Regions from separate parts of the Sus scrofa genome. Here all the other regions are linked to region 3. Evidence: chromatin contacts called from public Hi-C, HiChIP or PLAC-seq and promoter capture Hi-C data. All regions are on one chromosome and are shown on one strand. The core of a region is the stretch at or near the end of the contact, and the rest is flanking DNA. Distances in the headings are between cores, read along the strand shown.

Region 1 (4,200 bases), core at 361-2,860, 200 kb before region 3:
AGCGGGCCCAGGGCTTGTGAACACTATGGGAGGATTCTAGGGTTACTACCCACAAGGCTATTCCAGAGGCACATTTGGAAATAATACCTAAGGGTATAGAGCATGTACGAGAAGGATATTAAGAGAGGAGGAGGACTCACCATTCCCAGCATCCCAAAGGGAGAGACGGCCCCAGGCTACAGGAACACATAAGGAACAAGAATGAGAGACCACTTCCTAGCTCATTACTGTCCCAAACCAAGCCCTCAACAGGGGATCACAAAACCTGTTTTCCAGACCCCTCTGCCCACTTGCTAAGCCGGCCATTGTGCAAGAAAAATCAAGCACTTTGATACAACCACCCTCCAACCTTTCTTCTGGTCTCAGGTCTGTTGCACCACCATTTACCTGCATCCTGCGGCTGGCAGGCCTGGTCCCTGGCATGCTGCCATCTGTGATGCTGAGGAAGGGGCTGTATCCAAAGCCACCCGACAACATCCGGTTCATGTGCTGACGGTGAATGGCAAAGGGGTCCCTGTGCATGGGGTGTATACCGTGTGGGCTTAGAAAGGCCAGCAGTCAACGCCTCCCCGCCCCCGCCAAGAAAACAGCCTTAGGGAACCAGGAGCACAGACTTCCCCTCAAAGTCTGAGCTGGGGCTGAGCAGCAACGGGAGGCCCTGAGTCCATCTGAACTACTCGGAGACCTGATGTGGAGCGGATGCGTGCTCTAGCGCGTGAGGGGGCGGGGATACTCACATCAAGAACATGGGGTCCTCAGGCTCCACGTCCCTCATGAAGCGGAACATCCTGATTTTAGCTCCAGGGGGCTCCACACTGTGAAGATGTGGAGGCTCAGATTTTGGAGGCGGCCAGGCTTTTTTGCACATCCGCTCAGGGCAGGGACTCGCAGAGCACTGTCCCTTCCAAATACTGTAACTGACCTCCCCCCGCCCCCAACTCCACTTGAGACCCTTCTCCAGGTGTTCAACATCACCCTCTAGGGAGAGAAGAGCTTTTCGAACCTCTCTCTGAAAAAGGACCATGGAAAAATTTTCCAAGCCTGTTTTCTGCCTCCCCCACTCATAGTCATCCTCTTCCCAAAGCCCTGGCCAGAAGCATACTCCCCCTCCCCGACGCCACCGTGCCGGAGGCGAATCCCAAGTGCCGGCCCAATAATGACCCCAACCACCCCGCCCCCTCCTCACACCCGGCCGCCGCCAGGCCTCCCCCGGACGGGCCTCACCGTCCTCGCCACGCCTGTCGGCGGCTTCCCCGGCCCCTGCCTCCCCGCCGGGCGAGTAGGAGAGGCGGGCCTGACCCGCTTCCCTCCCCGCATCCCAAGCTCCCGGACCCTCTGCAGCTCAGCGGGCCGTTCCCGCCCCGGACCGGCTGCCCGCTCCGCTCGCGCCTCACCGGTCCCCGATCCGGGCTCAGCGGCCCATCCGGCCGGTCTTGCCTCTCGGGGCGCGGCAGGATCGGGGCTTGCGGCCCGGGACGCGGGATTGGTCCAGGCGTGAGTCCTCGGCCTCCGCGCCGCCTCCTCGCTCAGCTGCCACCTCCTTGCCCCCCCTCGGCCCAAGGATCCCGAACCGCGGCCAGGCCCGGACGGAAGTGACGTCACGATGGGACAGCCCATCCCGGGGCCGAGCCCGCGGAGCTCCGCCCATCAGCGGGCGTGGGCGCCGACGAGGCCGGCTCCCTGGCCGCGGAGTCCTTCTGGGACGAGGGGAGGGGAGACCTCGTTAGTAACCTGGATTTGGGTCCTGTGGACCGGAGGAGGCTCCCTGTTAGTATGTGGAAGAGGAGCAGGGCAGTCCATCCCCCGGGAGGGGAGGAAGAGGACGGGGGCAGATTCCCAGGGGATAGGATGGGCTCCCCGACGAGGTGGGGCGGATCCCCGGGGGAGCATTAAGCAGATTTCTACCGGGGAAGCGATCAACCCGAGAGGGCGGAAGGGCGGCAATTCTGCGGGGGAGGCGCTAGGGCCAGTCGCCCGCAGGAGGAGGTGCGATCCAGGCAGGGGCGGGGTCCCCGGAGTGACGTAGGAGAGGAGGTGACGGTTCCGCCCAGGTTGTCTTCTGGCTTCGAGAACTCAGTTAGGGCAAAGAGATTCCAGTTTGAGGGGCTGGCCGCCAGATGGCGCTCTTCGGCCAGACTGGAACTGCAGCCCATTGGGAACTAGCATTTGAGAGACTCCCGGACCCCACCTCAGTTACCCTGCTGTGAGGGGTCAGACTGGGGAGAGGTCCTAGTTCTGACATCTTTTCGTTTAATGCTACTCTCCCCTTCCTTTTCTCTGACTCCTGTGTCCTCAAGAGCTCCCAGTCCACACTGATCTTTCTTGCCTCTAGTCAGGAAGGTAGGTAGGTCAAGGGTCTAATGTTTTGGAGAGGAGGTGGAGAGCTCCATTAACCCAGATCACCCAGGGGCGGGGTTGGAAAACAGGTCAGGAGACCGACTCTAAGGCCAAAGACTGACACTTTGACACACTAAATGCCTTGCATAAAATCTGGCCCAGCTGGAGAGAAGGGCCCTCCCCCTGGGTGTCAGGATTTGGACTGTCCAGGGTGGACTTTAGACCAGGCTCATCCAAATTCCAGATCTTTTGGTTCTTTACACTGACTGCTGGCTCTGTTCGTGCTTCACAGGGCCTGACAGTGAGAGAGACTTGTTCCCAACCCCAACGCTTCCTTGGGGAAGAGGGGGAAGGTCCCTGGTCACTCAGGAAGAGATAGTGGGAGTGGGGTTTCTCAGGTTTCTTTGGACTTGATCGTTATTAAAGAGGGAAAAAAAGCAGTAACGGAGACATAGGGGGAACGGAGACAGAGAACCTAGAAGCTGGCAAAGCCAAAGAGAAAGACAGAATAAAAGAAAATGTGTTTTCCATTGATATTTCTGGGGAAGAGACTTAGCAGAATCTTTTATCTTCCAGATGCCCTATCTCTGGACATTCTGCCACACGAGTGCCCCTCTTCCTCTTGCCCCCAAACTAGAGCAGTTTGACATGTGATCAAAAGTTGTCCCAGTGACAGTACTGCAGCCCAGACTTAACTAAGTGTGGTCCTCACCTTCCAGCCTCTTCCATTTCATTTCATCATGTCCAGCCTTCAGCGGAATTGGATAAGAGGCAGCTCAGCTTCTAGCCTTCTCCTTTCATCTTTTTCCATTATCCGGTATCCTCTACCTACTGCCTTTGGGTGCCTAGAGCTCTTTCTCTTCTTCTTTCCCAAACTTAAGAATCTGATATCAGTCATTTTTATCTTTTCATGATTTTATTTATTTATTTTTTGGCTGCCCTGGGGCATACGGAGTTCCCAGGCCAGGGATCAGATCCCAGCCACAGATGTGACCTAAGCCGCAGCTGCTTAAACCACTGTGCCGGGCTGGGGATGGAACCTGCATCCCAGAGCTCCCAAGACGCCCTGGTTCCCATTGCACCACAGCAGGAACTCCACCTTTGCATGATTTTAAAGCAAGGACCTCTCTTAGGAGTATTTCCAAATTACAATTTATCTTCTAATGATGAGACAAAGCTCCAAACCTGGGCTCTGTCTCGAGTTAAAGAGAAATCCTTGGACAGGTGGAGATGGAGGACACACAAAAGCTCATTTTCAGAGTCTCCAGCAACATACTATGTCGGCAGCCACCCACTCCAGGAACTGAAGGAATGAAATTTTACAAGTAAACTTTCTGCCCCTCAGAGTTTGTATCTGTCTTCCTTTTCCTCCTCGCCTGCCTTCCATCCCTTCCTTCTCTTCTTTCCTCCCTCCCTTCCCGCTCTCCTTCCTGTCTTCCTACTTTGCTTTTTTTTAGGGCTATACCCAAGGCATAAGGAGGTTCCCAGGCTAGGGTTGAATCAGAGCTGCAGCTTCTGGCCTATGCCACGGCCACAGCAATGCCATCCAGGCCTTGTCTGTGACCTACACCACAGCTCACCGCAATGCCAGATCCTTAACTCACTGAGCGGGACCAGGGATCGAACCCTCATCCTCTGGATGCTAGTCGGGTTCGTTACTGCTAGCCACAATGGGAACTCCCTCTTTCTACCTTTCTTGTATCTCTGTCCAGTGAACTCTAATGAACAGAAATTCCTCAGTCACTGGAGTGTCCTGTAGATGATAAGATGTAGGAGGGAGGGAGGGTCCTGCCAGGGATGAAGCTGAACTCAAGGAGGATAACGATTGTTGGGAAGGAAGAGAAACAGTGCTTCCCATATTCA
Region 2 (4,047 bases), core at 1,185-3,684, 130 kb after region 3:
GGGCTATAGGTCACCAATTCCAAATCCCCTCCAGTTTGTTTGTTTGTTTTTATGGCCCCACCTGCAGCATATGGAAGTTCTCAGGCTAGGGGTCAAATTGGAGCTGCAGCTGCCGGCCTGCACCACAGCCACAGCAACGCCAGATCTGAGCTGCATCTTGCAACCTATGCAGTAGCTGGCAGCAACGCAGGATCCTTAACCCACTGAGCAAGCGAGGCCAGGGATCAAACCTGTATCCTCACAGAGACAACATCAGGTCCTTAACCCTCTGAGCCACAACGGGAACTCCCTCTCCAGTTTATTGAACTCAGGGATCTACTGCTTCCATTTCTTTCTTTTTCCAATCCTTCCCTCAGGCTGATTCCTTGTCTCCCCTCGGAGGTCACAGGGCAATGATTTCTCCTGTTAATTCAAATACTTGCAGGCTCTTAAGCTTTGAAAACTCGTTGGAAAAAAAATATCGAACAGAGCAATGGGATTTTACCTTTATGTTTGGAAGAGGGAGAAGAGAGTCCCAAAGGTATACTTCTGTATCGTCTCCCAAGTACCTATGCTTTTTGGAAATTGAAGAAGTTAATTTAAATATTGTTTTTAGGAGTTCCTGTCGTGGCTCAGTGGCTAATGAATCCGACTAGGAACCATGAGGTTGTGGGTTCGATCCCTGGCCTTGCTTAGTGGGTTAAGGATCCGGTGTTGCCGTGAGCTGTGGTGTAGGTCGCAGACATGGCTCGGATCTGGCGTTGCTGTGGCTGTGGTGTAGGCCAGCGGCCACAGCTCCGATTGGACCCCTAGCCTGGAAACCTCCATATGCCAAGAAAATGGCAAAAAGGTAATATATATATATATATATATATATATATATACACATATATAGTTTTCAAAGTAATAAATTTATCAATGGCCAACCAGAGTTGCAGCCTTTTACGGTTGATGGATGACATTGCGCTGATCAAATAGCAATCATCTCTGAGGTCTGACGGTCTTAAGATTCCTTTGTGCAAGTTACACTTCCAAAGATGATAGAAGTATAACATAGAACAGGATTATCTATTTTCACACCCATGAGATTGAATGTTCTTGAGTCACCCCTTTATCAGAATTGACTCTGTGAAGCAGAATCATGGCTGATTTTCTGCAGCTCCAGGATAAGAAGGATTACCCTGTCATCTTCTGGAGATTTATTTCAAGAGCATTTGTGGGGCTTGCTTTTTCAAACCAAGCACCGGCCTTTTATTACCGAGTATTTAGAGGGGGAAGAAAAAGGCTGGTCTAAGAAGCTTAACATGTACAAAAGAAATGAGACAGTTAAATGGATACAAAACATATTATGTTTTTCATCTTCAGTCGGGAGACACTTTCCTTCACTGCAGGGCGAGTGCACAGGCTTGGCCCCAGCAAGGCAACGGGACTGTGGCTGGGGAAGTCTCCTCAAGCAGGAGGAACAGAAAGTTCCTGGAAGTATAGTGGTTGTCAGCATGGATTTAAAAAGCAAATCTCCATTTGCTGTCTGGCTCAGGGGTAGCTGAAATACTGGAGATAGGTTTTACCCCAACTGAGGCTTGGTACATCTGAGACCTGGAAGCCCTCTCACCCACAGACACCCAGACTTAACTTGAAGGATGAGCTGTGGGGGTCATGCCAGCTGCCAATTTTTTTTTTTTTTTTTTTTTTTTAGCTTTTCTGTTTCAAAGACTCGATTTCCATTTCTTTCTCTTTTCTTTCTTTTTGGCTGCACCTGTTCCCAGGTCAGGGATTGAACCCACGCCATGGCGGCAATCCGAGCCACTGCAGCAACAATGCTGGATCCTTACCCCGCAGCCCCACTAGGAAACCCCTCTGTTTCCATTTCCTTATGGTCCCCGTCTTCCCCCAGCCTGTGGTTGTCTCTGTCACGGCCCTTCCTTTCCAGGCCTGGTGTTCTGGGGACAAGAGCGATGGCCATGACCAAGCGACAGGACCCGAACTCATGGAAATGAGGTGGTGGAGAAAGACTCTGTGAAGGAGAGTGGAATTCACCTACGTGGACCCCTCCGCAATTCCTGGTCCGGGCGGCTCCACCTTGCCTAGAGTTGGAAATCTGGAGATGCAGGGTCCGGGGTCCTGTCTTCTCCCTGGGTGTCAGAGCAGGTAAGCTGACTGTGGGCGGCTTGGCCCCCGGGAGGGAAGTCTGATGGCCCTTCCAAGGCCGGGTTGGGCCACTGGGTGCAAATTGCAGCAGCAGGAGGCGGCAGATGGAGCCCCAGAGGCAGAAGTGTTCTACTGCCACCTGCTGGTAAAAGTCAGGAACTGCCAGTGAACCAAAGGAGCTATGGCACGGCTTGGGGGATCAGCCCCTGGAGGAGGCGTGATGAACCAGCCACTGGATCATAATAAGGCTCAGGGGTCCTGTGTTGTGTTCTTTGCCTCTGTGACTATAGCCTCTCCATCATACACCCATCCAACCACTATCAGCCCTAACAGTACTGGTGACTAATTAATTTATTTTTACCCACCCTAATTTACTTTATTTGAAGAAATTGCTAGAGGCAATCACTGTGCCATCACTGTGCCATCTCCATGGGTGTCTAATGAGATTGTTAGGGACTCCCCCACCAGGGCGTACCTTCTCCCTGTCTTGCTAGCTTTGGTGAACTAATTTACCCAGTCTTCCAGAATACTTTTTTTTTTTTTTTTTTTTTTTTTTTTTTTTTTTTTTGTCTTTTTAGCTATTTCTTGGGCCGCTCCCGTGGCATATGGATGTTCCCAGGCTAGGGGGTCGAATCTGAGCTGTAGCCACCGGCCTACGCCAGAGCCACAGCAACGCGGGATCCGAGCCGCATCTGCAACCTACACCACAGCTCACGGCAACGCCGGATCCTTAACCCACTGAGCAAGGGCAGGGACCGAACCCGCAGCCTCATGGTTCCTAGTCGGATTCGTTAACCACTGCGCCACGACGGGAACTCCCCAGAATACTCTTTATCTTTTTTTTTTTTTTTGTCTTTTTAGGGCCAAACCCTTGGCATATGGAAGTTCCCAGTCTAGGGGTCCAATTGGAGCTGGCGCCACCGGCCTACGCTAGAGCCACAGCGACGCCAGATCTGAGCCACCTCTGTGACCTACACCACTCTCATGGCAATGCCGGATCCTTAACACACTGAGCAAGGCCAGGGATTGAACCTGAGTCCTCGTGGATGCTAGTCAGATTCGTTTCCACTGAGCCATGATGGGAACTCTGGGCTTTCAGTTTTAAAACTGGGAAAGTTTGGGTGAACCAGGACAGTTGGTCACTCTAAATGAACAGGGGTTGGTTACAGGGCTGAGTGGAGGCTGGGTAGGAGAGAGGGCAGGGAGCCAAGAGGGTGAAGAGGCAGTGACCACACCTGTAGCTGCAATCTGGAGCAGTCCAGGGCCAGGATGGGGTCCCCAAGGTGAATCTAACACCTTGACTGGAAGGGCCTGTCATGGTCCCACCGGGATAGTGCACCTGCCGTGAGTGTTGGGGTCGGGGCAGAGAGACTGCACGACTCGCAGGCCCTGTATGAAGCTGGTCATTGCAACCCCACTCGGGGCTGGGACAGCCATGCTCCCTCTCCCAGTTTCAGCACCACCTCCCTGTACTGGGGCCTCGTCTCCCACTGGCAGGGCGTAGGTAGCCTGGGCAGGAGAAGCAGAAGAGTTTCCCCAGAGGATTACAGATGGCACAGGGGCTCCTGGGCTGGGAGTGGGGAGTAGGGAGAATGAGGGGTTGAGGAACTGGGCTCTGGAGCCTTGGGGAGGGGGCAAGTTTGAGGGGCAGCTAACACACTTTTCATTCTTACTTCTTATCTTTTTATAGCCACACCTACGACATATGGAAGTTCCCAGGCAAGGGGGTGAATCAGAGCTGTCACTGCCCGGCTACACCACAGCCACAGCAACACCAGGTCCAAGCTGCCATCTATGACATGTGTTGAAGCTTGTGGCAATGCTGGATCCTTACCCGCCAAGCGAGGCTGGGGATCGTACTGGCATCCTCAGGACATTATGTTGGGTTCTTAACCCTCTAGCACACTTTTCTTTTCTTCT
Region 3 (3,806 bases), core at 955-3,454:
GGCAGCTCCATGGCGTTGGGTCGGGACAGCACCCGCAGGGAGATGTTCACCATCTGCAGGTCTGAGAGCGAGGTCAGCAGTGGCTGGTCAAGGCCATGGGGGCCTCACATGGCCTCTTACAAAGCCCTCCTCCCCGAGCAATGCCTCCTCCACTTGCTTCCCCCTCTGCCTACAGCAATGACGTGTGGTCTGGAACTGCCCCCCACCCCCACCCGGGGAGGGGGGCAGGGTCATCAGGTTGACCGGATGTGACTCAGCAAAGACAAATGCAGCCTGGTCCACTGTCGAGGCTTCTCTACCCACAACCCCTCCACCAGGAAAAATGACCTTTCTTTTGGCCTTCTACTGTGCAGTCTCTACTGTAGGTCCTGTTACTATGCATCCCAATCACCTGACTCCTGTATGAGGCTGGGAGGACTTGAGGACAAGACTTGAGAACAAAACCTGTGTTCTCTGAATCATACTCTTAAGGCTTAGAGTTTTGGGAATGTTAAACAACCTGCACTAAAAATAGTACAAAAGGAGTGGAGTTCCCCTCAGGGCCCAGTGGTTAACAAACCCAACTAGCATCCATGAGGACGCAGGTTTGATCCCTGGCCTCGCTCAGTGGGTTAAGGATCTGGCGTTGCCGTGAGCTGTGGTGTAGGCTGCAGATGCGGCTCAGATCCTGCATTGCTGTGGCTCTGGCGTAGGCTGGTACCTACAGCTCTGACTGGACTGCTAGCCTGGGAACCTCCATATGCCACCGGTGCAGCCCTAAAAAGACAATAAATAAATAAATAAATAAATAAATAAAAATAGTACAAAAAAAGTACAGTACAGGTGAGCTACTTGCTTCACTGTGTACATGCCTCTGGGAGTGTGTGTGACAAAGGGTCTGGGGGAAACAGGTGCACCAGCGAAGAGTAAGGTCAGGACAGGCTGTACCAGCAGATATAGAGAATAAATGAAGCAGTTAAAAGAAAAAGGGATTTAAAACAAGACCTCCATCTAGGCAGTGAATAAGACCAAGAACAAACAACACTCTCACTGAGTTTGCATTGGGGGAGGGACAGTTAAAAATGTGCAAACACACAGTGTGTCCAGAATGTACTGCTTTAAGCCAAGCAGCAGATGCTTTTATTATAGTCTGTTTGCAGAAGGGGAAACTAAGAGATCTGACACTACCCTTTTCCCTACTCTCTGGCCAGGCTCCTTTGTTTACTGCCCGAAACGCCCCAGTGCCCAGACCTACCTTTGGAGCCTGTGGGGGAGGAAATTTTTCGGGGTCTGGCTCGAATATCATAGATGATAGGGTACTGGAACCAGGGGATCCTGGAGGAGAGGGAACAAGGATAGGGATTAGGAGACAGCAGTTTCCCTCGTTTTGCTCTGTTCTCCACCACCACCTGTTTCTTGGTCTGCTTCTCTTAAATGACCACGGTCACGGAGACATTCTCTTCTCCCTTTGGAGAACAACAGTATGTGCTGCTGGAGTTTTGGGCAGCACCCACTGTTCCGGGAGATGGGCGTGAGGAGGAGAAAGGGTGGCTGTTGAATGCTTTTGAAAATCTTACTATAGCTACTGGTGAGTCGGGATTCAAGGGTGAAGGGTCAGGGGCAGTCCGCTTTGCCCGCCATTACCTGAAGTGAAGGCCCTCGGCCAGAATGGTGTCCTGCTGCACGCCTCCGATCCGATTAAAGAAAATGGCTCTGTGCCCGCCTTCCACTGCGGGGAGAGGGGTGGGGGGGTCAGACCAGGCAGGGCTCAGAGTACGTGCGAGCTTCTGGCAGGGGCGGGGTGAGGGGCTGGGTGAGCGCGTGGACCCGGCGGGGCTGGGCAGGGGCCTAGGGAGGGTCGGCCGGTGTCCGGAAAGCGGGCGGAGGTTGCTCACCGGTGAACACCGACTCGCGGATGCCGTAGGCCACGGCGCCGGCCCCCAGCAGCAGCTTCAGCGCCGTGCCCATGCCCCGGGGCCCGGAGGGCAGCCGTCCCGCTAAGTCCTTCAAGTTCTGGGCCATGTCCGATCTTGAGGCCGGCGGCACCAGAGGTCAGAAGCGGGTGCCGGCCTGCCTTTACCGCGCTCCAGTTTACGGATCGCACCCTTCACACGAAGGTCCGAGCCCCAGGTGCTTGCTGGAGAAAGGGCACCGGAAGTGCGCTCCCTTCTAAACCCTACCCCCCCGCCCACCCACGGCAGACCCGAGCTTGGCGCACAGGAATTACGCATACGGAAGTTCCTGCCCCTTTCTGGAACCCTGCCCTCCCAGAGAGGCTTCGGGAGCGCCAGACAGAGAGCCGTCGCCATTTCCCAGCGCCCACTTTCAAAATGGCCGACGGAAGGAAGCATGCGATTGGGTGGAGCACGAGGTCCTAATTTGAGAAAATCAGCGCAATTTCCGATTTGGTTGCAAGATGGCTGCGCCCAGTGGTGGATTCCAACCTCGTGAGCGGCGCGCCGGGGAGCAGGAAGAAGACTGGGATGCTGTGGCGCCCAAGCGGCCCCGACTCGGGGCGGGAAGCAAGACCGGAGGCCGCAGACTCATTGTGGTGCTGGAAGGGGCCAGCCTGGAGACAGTCAAGGTAACTTGGGACAAGGAGGTGGAGAGCCAGTAGATCGATAGGCTGGGACCCGGTGGGATGAGGGTGATGGTTTCAAAGTGGATGTAGAAAGCAGAGGTGAAACACTTTTGGAGAAAGTGGTCTAGTTTTCTGTCTCTCGGTTTAATATCCTGAGTTGGCAGTAGTCGTTTTGTCTTTGAATCCTTTTGTAGCCATAACATCCTTGTTTCCAATTGATTAACCAGGATTCTGTGAAAGAAAGTCATCTAGGGTGGATGGGTGCGTTTCGTCCGTCACGTTGTCCCTTTTCATCACATGACAAGTTTATTGGGCACAGGAGAAAAGTAGTTACTGTGGATCATTCAGCCCACTTCTTTACTTAGTGTTTTAATTCATCTCTCTCCCTTCTCTGTATTACTGTACATTTCGAAACAGTGCCTGGATCAGATCATCATAATACTTTTACATCTTTTTATTTTTTTATTAAAAAAATTTTTTAATGGCTGCACCCATGGCATATGGAAGTTTCCTGGGCCAGGACTGAACCAGCGCTGCAGCCACTGGTAGTGGGATTCTTAACCCATTTAGCCACAGCGGCAACTCCAATATTTTTACATCTTTATTTTTAATTATTATGATTGCTTTTTACCAAATAAATCCTGCAATTCCCTTCTTAAAGTTTTGTGCAGTGTTCTCATCCCTTCTGACATTGTTTCTCCTACGTTTTAGAGCTAAGCTTGTTCAATGAGTAGGGCCAGAATGGATAGTACTAGTTTAGAAGTTAGACCTGGATTTTAACCTTGGTTTTTATACTTATGTTAAGGCTGTAGTCTTGAGAAAAAAATGTCTTCACTTTCTAAAGCAGGGGTTATTAATACTTTGAGCGGGAGTGCAGAGAAAATGCTTTTTTTTTTTTTGGTCTTTTTATAGGGCCGCTCCTGTGGCATATGGAGGTTCCCAGGCTAGGGGTCCAATTGGAGCTGTAGCCACCAGCCTACACCACAGCCACTGCAACATGGGATCTGTAACCCCATGAGCAAGGCCAGGGATCAAACCTGTAACCTCATGGTTCCTAGTTGGGTTTGTTAACCATTGAGCCACAACGGGAACTCCAGTGAAAGTGCTTTTTAAGTAGTACATTTCCATAGTAATCTAGGTTTGATTCTTTTCCATCTTTCCTTCCTCAACCACTATGGCACTTTATTAAACTTGCAGTTTAGAAAACCTATTTTTTTTTTTTTTCACCAATTGTGGTGTATGGACG
Region 4 (3,861 bases), core at 514-3,013, 150 kb after region 3:
TACACGTGTGATGCTCAAGAGAAATAGAATGGGTCCTAGATGCAAGCCACACATATAATTTTAAAAATTTCCAATTGATGTTAGAAAAGTAAAGAGACAGGTGAAATTAATTTTAATAATATCTTTTATTCAAACTAAAACATCCCCCAAATTGTTATTTCTGCATGTAATCGATACAAAAATTCCTGCAACGTCTTATACGTTTTGGGGGATTGTCTTTAAAATCCCAGTATGTGTTTTATAGTGACAGCACATCTCAAGCTGGACCAGGTACATTTCAAAAGTTCAATATCTATGTATGGCTAGGAGCTACCATATTGGATAGCACAGAAACGTTATGAAGGTTGCACATATAAAGGTTATAAGGATGCACATGTGCATGCTTGTGTGAGCATGTGTGTGTGGGGAGCACAGAGGTAAGAGAATACAAGATAATGACTGTGACTTCTATGCTTTGGTCCTGCTGGTCATTGTGATTGACGGAAACAGTAACTATAAAAGCAGGAATAGATTCATGTAGGAAGATAACCCCTTTGGGTTTGACCTTGGGACATGCAGATGGAAACATTTTGCAGGCAGTTGAAACTTGACCCTGGGGCACAGGTGGTACCTCTGGCTGGAGAATCCATGCCCGGGGGAGATTATAGATGGTAACCGAACACATCTACATGGGTGTAGATGATTTAGCCCATGGATGCTACACAGGCAAGAGAAAGTCAAGAACAAAATACTGGGGGAAACTCCAGTTTACAGCATGAAGAGGGGAATTAGGGTCTGCGAAGGAACATGTAAGAAGCAGAAAGAGCTGCATGGGAGTGGAGGGATAGAAGCTGGGGGCAAAGATGCTGTGGGTCCACAGGGTCACAGGTGAGAGGGTGAGCACATGTTTGCTCTTGGCCTGAGGGTGGCCTGCCCTTTTTGTCCTTTTGGCTGGTGCTAAGAGGGGGCAGGAGAGAGGAGGAGGGAGGGAGTGGGCCTGGGTGAGTAACAGCAGGAGCCTGTTAGCCTAGGGATCCCACAGCCTGCTGTGTCATCACCCACTCACCCCCCCACCCCCCGCTGCTGGGAGAGGCTACTTTGTTCAGCCCCAGACGGTTAAGAGACCCCCCTGCTCCTCCCCACAAGCCTGAGCAAGTTACCTGGCACTTTCGTCCATCCACGATGCCTAGGTCCTCCTCAAACTCCACCCCCACCTCGAATTCCAGCACGTAGTTTCGGAAGGTGCTCAGGGTCTTCACGGTCATGTGGTTGCCCCGATGGTCGATCTCCTTGTCCGGCTTGAGCAGCAGCGCGATCTTGCGCAGAGCCAAGTTGATGTCTGTGGGGGCTGTCTCTTAGCAAGGGTCCTCTTGGCCAGCCGGCCAGGGGTGCCCCCCAACCCACGGCAGCAGCCTGGGGCTGGGAGCGGCCCCTCAGCTGGGTCTGGGGCTGTGCATTTACTCCCTCCAAGCAACGCCCCTGTCTAGAAAAGGGCCCCAAGTTCAGCTCCAGCACCTGAGCCTTTCCACGCTGTCCAACCTGCCTCCCCTGCACCTCAGTGGGACGGGAGGCTGGAGGGGAGAGGAGAGAAGGGGAGAGAAAGGGTTTGGGGAAGGGTGAGGCCATTACTCAGGGCTTGCAGGTAGTCCTCCAGGTTCTTCTGTGAGACAAAGCGGTAGTAGCCGGTGAGGTTGGGAGGCATCGTCCAGGCTGGCCAAGGTCAAGGCTTCAGGAGGGTGTAGGAGCCAGAGTGAGGAGGGAGGGAGTGTTGTCTGACAGGGGAGGCTGGGGGACGCCAGGCCAGCCTCCCAGCACACACAGAGGCAGCCCATGTAAAGGTCTGTGCTCCCGGGGTTTTTATAGACCTGGGGCCCTGTTGCAATAAGAGCTCCACCAGCTCCCCCTCCTCCACCAGCTCCCCCTCCTCCACCCCCGACGATGAGTGAGTGAGGCTCACGTCTGCAGCCCCGAGGGAGGGGCAGGGACTTGGCAAGGCTGTGCCTGACCTCGGCTTTTCCGGAGGAAGGAACCTGGACGAGGGTCTGAGGCTATGCGGCAGGCAGGACAGGAGCCTTTCTGAAGCTCCGTGTTGGCTTCCAGCCCATTTCTGGCAGGCTTGGGAACCTTCTCGAACCCCGAGGGGCAGCCTCATCTGGGAGGAAGCTGGTCTGGTTGTGTGGAGTAGGGACTCTTCCAGACTCACTCAGGGTTGAGTCCTAACAACGTCTTGAGATCCTGGGGCTGAGTCAGGGATCCTGAAAGGTGTGAGGGGGAGGAGGGGAGGGGAAGGAGAGAGGCAAGCCAGCTGGCCGGGAGCCCCAGTGGAGAAAATTCTAGAGTGCTGGCCCCCACAGCACCTTCTGCCGGCTTCGCTGAGCTGGGGCCCCAGTGCTGGCATTCCAGACTCTGTCCTGTAGAGAGAATGTCCTACATACTTCATTGGGAGGGAAGCAGAGAAACTGCAGAGGGAGCTGACCGCAGCCTGATGAGCTGCTGAGTTCAAAGTCTGGAGCAGAGGTGAGGGAGGAGTTGGTTTGGCTGTTCTGGAGAATTTTACAAACCCAGGGGTTTCCCTCCCCCTCTGGAGTCACTGCTGATGCCATGACCTGCCCCTGTCTGGGGCTCCTGGACCGCCCATGTACCAGAGGTAATTGCCATGGAGGGTGTGTGCCCCACCACCAACTCCCTTCCCCGCCACGCACACCTCTTCTCTGCCTCTCAAACCTACCGACGTCCTCAGCTTCAGAACCCACAGGGCTGGTTCTTCATGGTTTAAGGTGGGAAATTCAGGGAGAGGGAGGCAGAGAGTAGGCCATGGGAAAAATTCCACCTAGAGGTGAACTGCCCTGACAGGTGTGTGTGTTTGTGTGTGTGTGTGTGTGTGTTGGGGGTGGGTGGGGGATGAGCACAAACATCTCACATCTCCTCAAGTCCCAGACCTCTGTCCCCCTGTCTCTGACCTTGCTGACCACCCGGTGGCTTCCCCAGAGACCTGGGGTTGGCAGCTGAAATGCTAGCATCTCTGGGGGCTCAAGGCTGTGGGGTTTACTTCACTGTTCCCAGGAGGCACACATAGCAGGGATGGAATGGGCTGTGAAAAGAGGTTAGTGCAGAGTTGGGGGTGGTGGCTGTGGGGTGACGTGGATACTGTCCCTCCTCGCCTCCCTCGGGTCCCCGTTGACGTCTCCTCTCCCCACCCCCGGGGCTTCTGGCTTCTCGAGGCTCCCCATGTCCCTCTTTTTTTCCCCACCCCCTCTTCCTCCCCAGCCCCCGCAGTTCCCTGGCTCCCCCAAAATGCAGTCAGGGGAAAAAGCCCTAACACATCCTCCCGCCCCTGCTCCCCAGTCCCATTGGTTCCCTCCCCCCCTGCAGCACCTGGCCCCCCCAGTCGCCCCATTGGTCGGCGGCTCCATCAGTCCCGGCCCGGCGGTGCTGACGTCATCCTGCAGTAGCGGGGATGGGGTGGGAATGAGAGAGAGAGTGAGGACGCGGGGCTCCAGAGCGAAGGAGAAGCCACTGCAAGTCCCCCACCTCAGCCACCAAGGTTGGGGTCTGCCCGGGTCTGCTCTATGGACTAGAGCGGGCGTCAGGCTCCTCTCGATCTCGGCCCCACTGCTGGCGCTCTTGCCTTCCCTCCTCGGGCAGTCCCTGCAACCCTCCCCCAAGGTGGATAAGCGGGCTTGAGGCTCCCAGGGGAGAGCGATCGCGGGGGGGGCCCTGCCCTGCCCGCCCCGCACCATGACCCTCCTCCTGTTGTCCCTCGTGCTGGCCTCCCTGCTCCCCTCCAGCTCCTGTAACAAAGGTGAGTGAGGTGGGGTGGGGGCCCTGAAAGAGGGGGTATCCAAGAGGCCCATGTGAGGGTCAGGGTGGGCAGGAGCCAGG

The links. Promoter capture Hi-C pulls out the DNA fragments that hold promoters and counts their contacts. A called contact is a pair of places that touch in the nucleus more often than the background predicts. HiChIP or PLAC-seq counts read pairs in DNA pulled down with a chosen protein or histone mark.
Region 1: a Hi-C map of liver shows a contact between it and region 3, with 2.3 times the contacts expected there. The contact joins the promoter of MLF2 here to the promoter of PHB2 in region 3. A contact is called at or near these places in 1 of 47 Hi-C or Micro-C datasets (liver) and 1 of 2 datasets of contacts at active chromatin or transcription factors (alveolar macrophages).
Region 2: an H3K27ac HiChIP or PLAC-seq map of alveolar macrophages shows a contact between it and region 3. The contact joins the promoter of C1RL here to the promoter of PHB2 in region 3. A contact is called at or near these places in 8 of 47 Hi-C or Micro-C datasets (alveolar macrophages, blood, embryonic fibroblasts and 4 more) and 2 of 2 datasets of contacts at active chromatin or transcription factors (alveolar macrophages and skeletal muscle).
Region 4: a contact with region 3 is called in a promoter capture Hi-C map of fetal skeletal muscle, with 5 times the contacts expected there. The contact joins the promoter of RBP5 here to the promoter of PHB2 in region 3. A contact is called at or near these places in 1 of 5 promoter capture datasets (fetal skeletal muscle) and 1 of 2 datasets of contacts at active chromatin or transcription factors (alveolar macrophages).

What each region holds. Positions count from the first base shown.
Region 1 is chr5:63,949,070-63,953,269 of Sscrofa11.1, reverse strand. MLF2 (myeloid leukemia factor 2) reads right to left here and starts at 1,610. Exons shown (of 9, transcript XM_003481695.4): 1 at 1,395-1,610; 2 at 738-815; 3 at 388-514; 4 at 141-176. The coding sequence starts at 787.
Region 2 is chr5:63,621,785-63,625,831 of Sscrofa11.1, reverse strand. It overlaps C1RL (complement C1r subcomponent-like protein), which reads right to left and starts at 2,434. Exons shown (of 7, transcript XM_021092409.1): 1 at 2,021-2,434.
Region 3 is chr5:63,749,964-63,753,769 of Sscrofa11.1, reverse strand. It overlaps PHB2 (prohibitin 2), which reads right to left and starts at 2,204. Exons shown (of 10, transcript NM_001243556.1): 1 at 1,875-2,204; 2 at 1,624-1,708; 3 at 1,235-1,314; 4 at 1-61. The coding sequence starts at 2,001. EMG1 (EMG1, N1-specific pseudouridine methyltransferase) reads left to right here and starts at 2,301. Exons shown (of 6, transcript NM_001243478.1): 1 at 2,301-2,563. The coding sequence starts at 2,396.
Region 4 is chr5:63,599,084-63,602,944 of Sscrofa11.1, reverse strand. It overlaps RBP5 (retinol binding protein 5, cellular), which reads right to left and starts at 1,763. Exons shown (of 4, transcript NM_001145223.1): 1 at 1,609-1,763; 2 at 1,140-1,318. The coding sequence starts at 1,681. All of the region lies in intron 1 of CLSTN3 (calsyntenin-3), which reads left to right.